Linked DNA regions of Mus musculus: region 2 is linked to region 1. Evidence: chromatin contacts called from public ChIA-PET data. All regions are on one chromosome and are shown on one strand. The core of a region is the stretch at or near the end of the contact, and the rest is flanking DNA. Distances in the headings are between cores, read along the strand shown. Region 1 has its middle 11 kb from the start of Agr3. Region 2 overlaps Tspan13 (tetraspanin 13).

Region 1 (4,667 bases), core at 1,940-4,439:
GCCTGGACAGAAATGCTGCCGACTATAGGAGACCACAGATTGTAATAGGTCTTAGCACAACTGAATCCATGATGGAAATATCATTCAGGCTGCAAACCTCAGCACATAGACAGCACTACCTGCCAAAACTAAAACAAAGGCCTAATCCATCAAAGACCATATAGTTCTGGGAAACTCTCAAAATACACTCACCTTGCTGTTTAGCTTCTATGGTTCCACTTCTGACTAACTGTTTTGGTTCACGAATATATGTCAACTCAGAACATGGTTTTTGCGATCAACACCTTGTAGAGTCACCCTCTGGCTAGTAAAGACCTTCCTTTTGCTTAAACCCACGTCTGAGCAGTCTCCTCTGGTGAATATCCCAGTGAGATACTAGAGACCAGACCTGGAGACACAGGGGTGTGGGAGGTGCTCATGTCAAGGGCTTCCCAGGGAGTGAGATGTTTCAGGTCCCCAGGGTTCCCTTTGATTAATCACCACCTATGCTTCAGAGAGGTCTGACATCTCTACCCCAAAAGGAAACAGATTAGAAAGCCACCTGGTCTGTTACCTCGGGAGGTAAGTCCTGTTGAGGCACCTCTGTTTAGAAAAGTAGGAGAGGTCAGGTGGGGCCACTGATCCAGTGTCTGGGATCCATGTCAGATGTCACTGGATCCTTCTGTCTGTTCAGGTGTATGAATGTGTGGTGGCCTCGCGTGGTTGTCTGTTCTGTGTCTCTCTATGTGCATGTGTGTCTCTGTGTGTCTTTCTATGTGTTTCTGTCAGTTCTGTTTACCTGTATTGACGACTGGCTTTCCCTGGTATGAGAATCCCCTAGCCTTAAGACCTGTGTCCCCTCCTGTTGGAGACCTGTATATATTTTTTTTTCTTTGCCAGAGAAACCCTAAAAACCTCCACCTGAACCACTCAGAGAGCAGGAACATTTGCTTGTTTTGTTACTTGACTTCTGCTCACAGTTAAAGTAGGTTCCCATGTAGTGGGTGGGGAGAAGCTGGGGCCCTCAGCCCCCTGCCATCTAATTAAAATGCACACAAAAAGGAGGAAATGGTTTCTCCAGGTGAGTCCCTCTCTCCTCTCCTCTGTGCCTGCTATAAGCAGCCCCAGGAAAAGGGGATATGTTCCCCTGGCTGAGCCCAAAGGAAAAGAAAAAGTTTCACTCCTTTCTTTTTTGTGATTTATGTCTCCTTTAAACCAATGACCCACAAAACCCACCACTCTCTGAAATAAAGTTAAAAAATAAACAAAATGGATTTTCCCTTCTGTTCAACATTGACCAAGGAGTCTTTAAACAGCTTTGGCTAGGTCCTTTGGAATGGATTGAAAACAAAATGGTTACTAAAAAGATTTCCTTTGTCACCCAGTTGGCCCCAGATATTAGAAAAGAAGTTATAAAAGTTAAAAAAATTAAAAGTATAAACAAATTAAAGGGATAAGTAGGTCCTAATTGCTGGAGATAGCTTAAAGGGTGTTTAAGAACACAAAACTGATTAGGAGACCATTTTCATAAACTGACACTTGTGCAAAAAAAGTCACTGTCGCCTTCTCTGATGATGAGACAGTTAGATTTACAGATATTCAACAAAATATTAGTGTCTCACCCTCTATCAGGAAAAACAAACAATCAAGCCCACAGGAATGGCCCAACAGCTAGCTCCTATAATTATTCAACTAACCAGTTCAGCTACATCTATCCAGATTAAACAATACCCAAGGATCCTGGAAACAAAAGTGGAAATTGAAATCCATATTGCCTGGGTTGAAGAGATAGACATACTGGTGACCTGCCAGTAACTCTGGAATATGCCTCTCCTGCCTGTGAAGAAATCTGGGACCTCTGATTCTGAGAGTGATTCTTCCAGAGAAAGAGGTGTCTTAGACTTGAAAGGTGTGTTCTTCAGCCTCTCATTGGCAGAGGTGAGCCAATACATCTTTACTTAGAAATGAAAAGACCCAATGGGAGATTACAGTGGGCAACATAACTGAACTAGGTTGCCCCAGTATTTAAAGACACTAAATGCAGACTTCCTGTCTTTCTGTCAAAGGTTTCCTAGGAAAATAGTTGCTTATGGAGTGTAGACGTAGGACTATAGAATGTCAGCTAAGAAAGCCCAAATTTATACATCAGAGTCTACTTATCTTGGCTACCATAAGGAGAGACAAAATGAGCCTGTTTCAGAGTAGGATTTCTGCCATCCTTAAGATCCCAATTGCAAAGACGGAGAGACAAGTTTGAGAGTTTGAGATCTGAGAGACAGGTACAGCAGGATATTGCTGCCTCTGGGTACCAAAGTTTCTGGAAACAGCAAGGTCTGTATAACCAGCACAAAGGAGGACACTGAGCCTGTAATCTGGACTGAGATAAAACAGAAGACAAAAAGTGGTTCTAACACAAACTTTGGTGTCATGGGAGTGTCCTGTAACATGCCTGTCAAAACCACTAGACTCTGTAGTTACAGGATGTCCGCATCTATCTAAGAGCTGTGGCTGTTTCTGCTAGTTTAATGAAAGAAAGCAAACAAGTTAACTCTGGATCAAGGTCTTATATTCACAGCACCCATGACAGAGTTGAAGCTGTCCTCTGAGCAGCTCTAGAACACTATCAAGTGACTATATAAGTCAGGACCAGGCCCTTCTCCTGGCCCATCCTTGAATCCAGTTTGAGAAACCCATTGCCATTAATCTTGCTACTCTTTTCCCTGGCGATGTCCCACAGGTATTCATCCATGACTGTCAGGAGGTGAAAGATAAAAAAACAGGTACTTGAGAGCTGCAGTAGTTCCTTTAACTGAAATGATCTGGGCCCAAGCCAGGTACCTCAGCCCAGAGAGCAGAACAGGTTGATCGGACCCTAGCTATCAGACAGGGAAAAGAAAATTCCACCAACATTTACATGGACCATCAGGTATGTTTTTACTTCCAGACATGTCCACAGTATAATCTATAGAGAAAGAGGGCTTCTCACCACTAGGAAAAAGAATATTTTAAAAATCTTGCCTTTCCTTGAGGCCATTTGGCTCCCACGACAAAGTGCTGTTCTCCATTGCTGGGCTGCTGACCTGGTTGCTGGACAAATGGCACTAAGACCAGTGGGGCCTGTTGATATTCTGATGTCATACCACAATATGGTACAGCCTGAGCCTCCATGGTAAAGAAGAAATGCACAGCTCACACCTGGTGCTCGATGGAGGACACAAGAGTAAAAATCATTCTCCCAGAAACAACTGGCAGGACTCTGGGAACTGACCTTCACCAGGCTACTCATCTGAGGTCCACAAAACTTTCTGAGCTGCTCAGACCATGATATGTTATACCTAGACTGTATGCCTAGCACAGAATGTCTCAGTCAGATACCCAGTTTCTGCTCAAGTGAATTCAAAGTCCAGGAAGTGGTCCAAATAAGAGATCAAAAGCCCCACAAACTCTAGGGAAACTGATTTCACCAAGATCCAGCCTGCTGGGGGAGGATAAAAGTACTTGGTAGTTTTTAAAGATTCTTTTTCTGGATAGGTAGAAACATCCTCTACCCAGGCTGAAGCTGCTTAAATAGGAGCTAAGATGATCCTCTAGAAATTGATCCCCTAAAAGAAAGAAAGGAAAGGAAAAGAAAAGAAAAGAAAAGAAAAGAAAAGAAAAGAAAAGAAAAGAAAAGAAAAGAAAAGAAAAGAAAAGAAACTGTTCCCCTAACATAGCCTCTCCCTTAACAATTGGGGTTAGCAGCCTGACTTTCATAGTCAAAACCTCTCAATTAATATCTAAAGCCTTAGACATACATTGAAAACTTCATTGTGCATGTAGACCTCAGGGTTCTGGCCAGGTAAAAAGAATAAACAGGACATTAAAAGAAACTTTAACAAAACTCTCATTAGAGTCTGCCAGAGGGTAGATAGATCTCCTTCCTTTGCTTTAGCCCACTGGTCCCCATACCAGTGGATTTATGTTCTCCTTGAGATTATGTTTGGAAGACCTTCCCCAGGCTCAGACACCAGCAGTTGGCAGAACTCTCTAACCGTTCCTTTCTCAAGTTACCATAGGTACTCCAGTCTTCCATAAAGGCTGTCCATTGGTGTATTCAAGAGAGCCAGCTGACCTCCTAATCCATCACCAGTTTTCCTTTGTCCCAGCCCAGTGACATTGTCTGTGTCAGGCAGATAGCCAACAGGGCACTGAAATCAACTAGAAAGGGACTCTACACTGTGATTCTCTCCAATCCTAAGGCTGTGAAGATATCTGGCATTACAGATATCATTACAGGTTAAGAAAGAAGAAGCCATAGATGCTGCTGCCAAATAAACCATCTCCAGACTTAAAATTAAGGTTTCAATGAGCCCTGGGCCCTTACACTCCCTGCCCCTCTACTTTCTCCTGAGACTTGTGTTTAATATAAATACAGGGTTATGGTCCGACCCTCAGGGCCTTCAAGTTTGGACCTAGGAATTGAAGAAGTCAGCTCCAGAGAAGGTATTAACTAGTATGACTGTAGACCAGAAATCATATTCCACCTTGGCCTTTACTTATTGACCCCCTACTTTAAGTATGTGGTTGTATGAAGAAAAGGAGAAACGGGAATTTATATTTTGAGATCAGAATACAGAGTTTAAAATTCTATACATGCCTCGTTGCTAGATACCCTGGCTGCCAAAACCAAGAGAGTTTCCATCACAAAG
Region 2 (4,651 bases), core at 1,700-4,199, 100 kb after region 1:
CATACTGTGCCTTATTTTATACCTAGAAATACATCCCAAGGGGAAAGTGGGGTGGAAGGGAATGACATTCCACACACAGGAGGCAACTGTGTAAATATTTATACATCAAAATAAATTATGTGATCTGCCTGACTCAGCAGGTGGAGGTCCTGGCTAGAACCTCATGACCAAAGCTCCTTGATGCATTCCCAGGACCCGCATGGTAAAAGGAGAAAACAGACTCCCAAAAGCTGTCCTCTGACCTCCGCACATGCACTCTGGCACAAGTGCACCCACACCAGGTAAATACACAAGTTTAACTTTTTAAAAGGTGGGGTGAAGTGGCTTGGAAGGTGAAGCCTGTGTTGCAAAGCCCAATGGCCTGAGTTCACCATTCAGAAACCATTTATAAGGGGGGATGGGAGAACAAATCCCAGAGGATGCCCTTGTGTTCTTGACACGCCCACTATGGCACATGCATGTTGCCCCCCAACACTCATTCAATGAAGAAAGGTAATTTTTAAAAAAGAAAATCAAATGGTCAACAGATTAAGTGATCCATTTATGGTTAAATTCTAACCATATAAAACAGAATTTTTGCAATTTTGTAAAGACGTATGTTGCTCTTGTAAGTAGCCTACTATGCCTCTATAGCTATACATGCAAATTCTACTAAAAGAATTATTTGACTCATACTCTTCTGTTATCTATTTAAAACAGAAGTGTGACATGGACATTTCATGTGTCAATAAGACCCACTGTCTTTTTTCCAATAGGGCATAATATGTCATATATTAATAAATTTATTAATGGCTACAAAACAATAACTAGCCCCCCATACACCAAGTACTGCTCAAAGCATTCCAGGTTTTACACCACTGGCTCCTTTAGTCATAACACCGGGAAGCGACTGCCTGTTGTTATTCTTCGAGGTTGAGATAGAAGATTTGAAGGAGCTATGTGAGGGCTAGCAAGATTACCTTGCTCCAGAGGCCACAATTAGGAAGCAGGTGCACTCAGTTTCCAACCCTGCTTCCTGTTCTGCTCCTATGTCAGACATCTTGACCCAACTAGCATATTGTCAAGAAGTAAAAGGTACCCAAATATTATAAAAAAAAATAATGCCCTGAAGGCTAGAGAGACTGCTCAGCAGTGAAGAGAGTACTTGGTATTCCTGCAGAGCACTGGAGTTTGCTTCCCACGTCTAGTGACTCACAACCATCTGCTCCTCCACAGCCATAAGTCCTGACGCCCCCTGCTGGCCTCCCCTGACATCTACACTCATGTGCACATACCTACTACACATAGACACATATTCATATATATAATTAAAAGTAAATCTTTATAAAAGTTGCTTATAAATAGCCTTGTGTGTCTATTTTATGTTGTTATACAATTATTTCCATAAAATAAAGTAATATGCATGGATTTTTTTTTTTAGTTAAAACAGAATTGTTGGCAGATCAGACCTTTAATACTAGCACCCAAGAGGCTAAGAAAAAGGGAATATAAGACCAGCAGGGGCTATATAATAAAACCCCAGCTCAAAACCAAAATTTTGTCTTGATACTTATTACCAATTCAGTATTGTAAATTTAGTACAGCATTCTGGTTTTGTTTAAAAATATATAAAATTTACTTGTTAGTAAAACATATTAACTTAATATAAACATATACAAATAATAACAGTAGTTACCTGTAGGTTTTAGAAAGGTAGTAATAAGAAAATGGGAGAAAATTTCACAGTGATTTTTCAATGTTGAAAGTAAAATAATTTTTACACTTCTTTTATTTTTACTTTTATTAATATTATATAATACATTCATTTCCTTCTTTTCTCTCTCCAAACCCTCCCATATTATCTCTTTTAAATTCATAGCATTTTCTTACATTAATTGTTACTGCATTGCAGGGCAGTGGTGGCGCACACCTTTGATCCCAGCACTCGGGAGGCAGAGGCAGGCAGATTTCTGAGTTTGAGGCCAGCCTGGTCTACAGAGTGAGTTCCAGGACAGCCAAGGCTATACAGAGAAAACCTGTCTCGAAAAACAAAAATCAAAACAAAACAAAAACCTCAAAAAATTGTTAATGCATATATATACATTTATATATATATATATATATATATATATATATATTCCTAAATATAACCTTCCTAATCCATATACTATTATTTCTGTGTATGTTTCAGGATTGCCCATTTGGAATTGGATAATCAATTAGTCCATGTGGGAAAGACCACCTCATCTCTCCTGCTCCCAATTTTCCTCAGCTACCAGCCTTTTTTCCCCAAGACAGAGCTTCTCTATGTAGCCCAGGCTATCCTCTCTAGACCAGGCTGGCCTCAACTCAAGAGATCCACCAGTCTCTGCCTCTTGAGTGCTGGGATTAAAGGCATGCACCACCAACATCCGGCAACAAAGGCAATTCTTAAAAGCAATATGTATAGTGTATATATTATATGTTAACGTATATTAACATTTTTAACACATTATATAATTAACATATATTAACACGTATTCCTTAATACAAAACTTAACTATAATTTATCGTGTAACTCTAGAAAGAAAAGTCCAGAGTTACTCCACACTAATCTGATTTCACTTATTATAATTTATACAGGTCCAAACAGATCAAGAATGTCACCCCCATCATAAAGTTCATGCCAAATTTCTCAGACGTTCAGATTCTAAGCTAAGGGTGCTCCCATCACACCAAGTGATCTCAAGGAAGATGAGCACTGATACCTTTCGAGTATCATGTTTGATGCTGAAGTACAATGCTCTGTCTTCTAGTCATACAAAACTGAACTCCGTATGAGCTTTAATCCCAGGCGAGGGACATGGGGCTGCTTCAGACTGTCCACAGCAGCTGGCTATGATTTACCTCATGCTCTAGGAGGGGAAGCATGGTTCTGCAGCGGCAGACAGTTTCTGCGAGTATATGACATCTGAAATTCTAGGGACTTTACAGAGGGGATATAAATGCTAGGGCCCCAGAGGCAGTGTGGGTTGTTGGTTGCTGTGGTTGTGGTTTGTTACGTAGCTGTGCACAAAGAAACGATAAGAAGAAAAAGTTAGACATCCTGAGGGCAAAGATCAAACTTGCCCCAAGGAACTTGATGCCCTGATCAGCAGGAAATAGTCTAATGATAATGTCACTGATAGGTATTCTTCTCTGATGAAATGAGCCAATTCAAGCTGAATTAAAGTATAAAGGCAGGTTCATTGGGGGGAAGTTCTCAGGCAGGTTCACCAGTCCCAAACAATAAGGCCTGGAAGTCGCCAGAGAGAAGGAGACAGATGGGAGGATACAAAGAAAGGGCAGAGATAGGGAAAGAGAGGGAGAGGGGGGGAATGAGGGAGGGAGAGAGAAGGTCAGGGAGAGGGTAAGGGAGAAGGAGAGAGGGGAGAAAGGAGGGAGGGAGACAAAAAAAGTTCTGGATTATATAGGGAGGAGCTTCTGGGGGAAGCCTAGCCCCTGGGATGCAAAGTTCATCATAGAGGGCGGGGTATCAGCCATGACAGGGCCCGAGGGATGCTGGGAGAACCTGGAGGCCTGGTTCACATTGGTATGTAAAAAATGCACCTCAGCTGCTTGTCCCAAGTCTGAAACCAAAGTCACCCCCTTTCTCCTCTGTTCTTTTCTTTCTCTCCTATCTAGTATTGGAGGGTTAGAAGGGTAAAATAAAAAAAAAGGTGGGGGGGATCGAAGAAAGAAAAACCCACAAAGTAGCCAAAGTCCAGCTACATACCTCTGTAAAACTGAAGAAGAGACCAATGCCACCAACAAACCTCAAAACCTCTCCAGCATACTCTCCGATTATGGGGGCGCACGAGGAGCACTTCTGGGTACTTTTAGCACAGCTCTGTATCGATAAAAGGAAAGACTTGTTACTTCAGCGTATGTTCACAACCCGTCGAAATTCAGGCCTAGAGTGCTCCATCCAGTTTGGGTATAAATTTTAAATTGTGTGCAAGTTTCTGAGATGGTCAAGTCCTGTAGATGCTCTGTAGGACCCATCGGTCTGTCCCCTTCTAGAGCCTGGGATAGGATTGGTAGATGTCTAGATTGCCTTGTGTAAGATTTTGGTCTAGTACCACAGATTCTCCAGTAACTTGCTTGCATTGTAAGTGATACCCAGCTGTGGTGATCTGAATAAGAATGGCACCCCATAGGCTCATATATTTAAATGCCTGGTTACCAGGGAGTGGAACTGTTTGAAAGGATTACAAGAATTAGTGGGTATGGTCTTGCTGGAGTAAGTATGTCACTGGGGATGGAGCTTTGAGGTTTCAAAAGTCCATGCTAAGTCTAGGGTCGGTTCATTCTCTCCAGCCCCTCCCCCCCCCCAACACACACACACACACACACACACACACACACACACACACACACACACAATCTGCCTGTAGATCCAAATGTAGCTCTCAACTACTTTTCCAGGACATGCCTGTATGCTAGGTTGCTCCCCTCCACAGTGAAAATGGAAAACCTCTCATACCGTAAGCAGGCTCCCAATCAAACACTTTCTCTTGTAAGAGTTGTCTTAGTCATGGGGTCTCTTCACAGCAATACTACTTAACTGGTGACAACTAATGGTCACGGAGACACCAGCTGAATGCCACTAAGCCAACAGGGCTTGTAATCCTACAACTACAGTGAGTCAAGG

What was found. ChIA-PET counts read pairs in DNA pulled down with a chosen protein or histone mark.
Region 2: an RNA polymerase II ChIA-PET map of memory CD8 T cells shows a contact between it and region 1, with 31 read pairs. The contact joins two enhancer-like sites. A contact is called at or near these places in 1 of 115 datasets of contacts at active chromatin or transcription factors (memory CD8 T cells) and 2 of 9 other capture datasets (adipose tissue and pancreatic islet).

Annotation. Positions count from the first base shown.
Region 1 is chr12:35,912,607-35,917,273 of GRCm38.p6, forward strand. No RefSeq gene overlaps it. Among named protein-coding and RNA genes, the nearest start is that of Agr3, 11 kb to the right of the region's middle. Within about 2 kb of position 3,190, at least 16 of the 459 cell types and tissues checked have an H3K27ac peak or open chromatin away from gene starts, as enhancers often do. A contact at or near this core is called in memory CD8 T cells, where this site is marked.
Region 2 is chr12:36,016,757-36,021,407 of GRCm38.p6, forward strand. It overlaps Tspan13 (tetraspanin 13), which reads right to left. Exons shown (of 6, transcript NM_025359.3): 5 at 3,734-3,847. Among named protein-coding and RNA genes, the nearest start is that of Tspan13, 23 kb to the right of the region's middle. Within about 2 kb of position 2,950, at least 44 of the 459 cell types and tissues checked have an H3K27ac peak or open chromatin away from gene starts, as enhancers often do. A contact at or near this core is called in memory CD8 T cells, where this site is marked.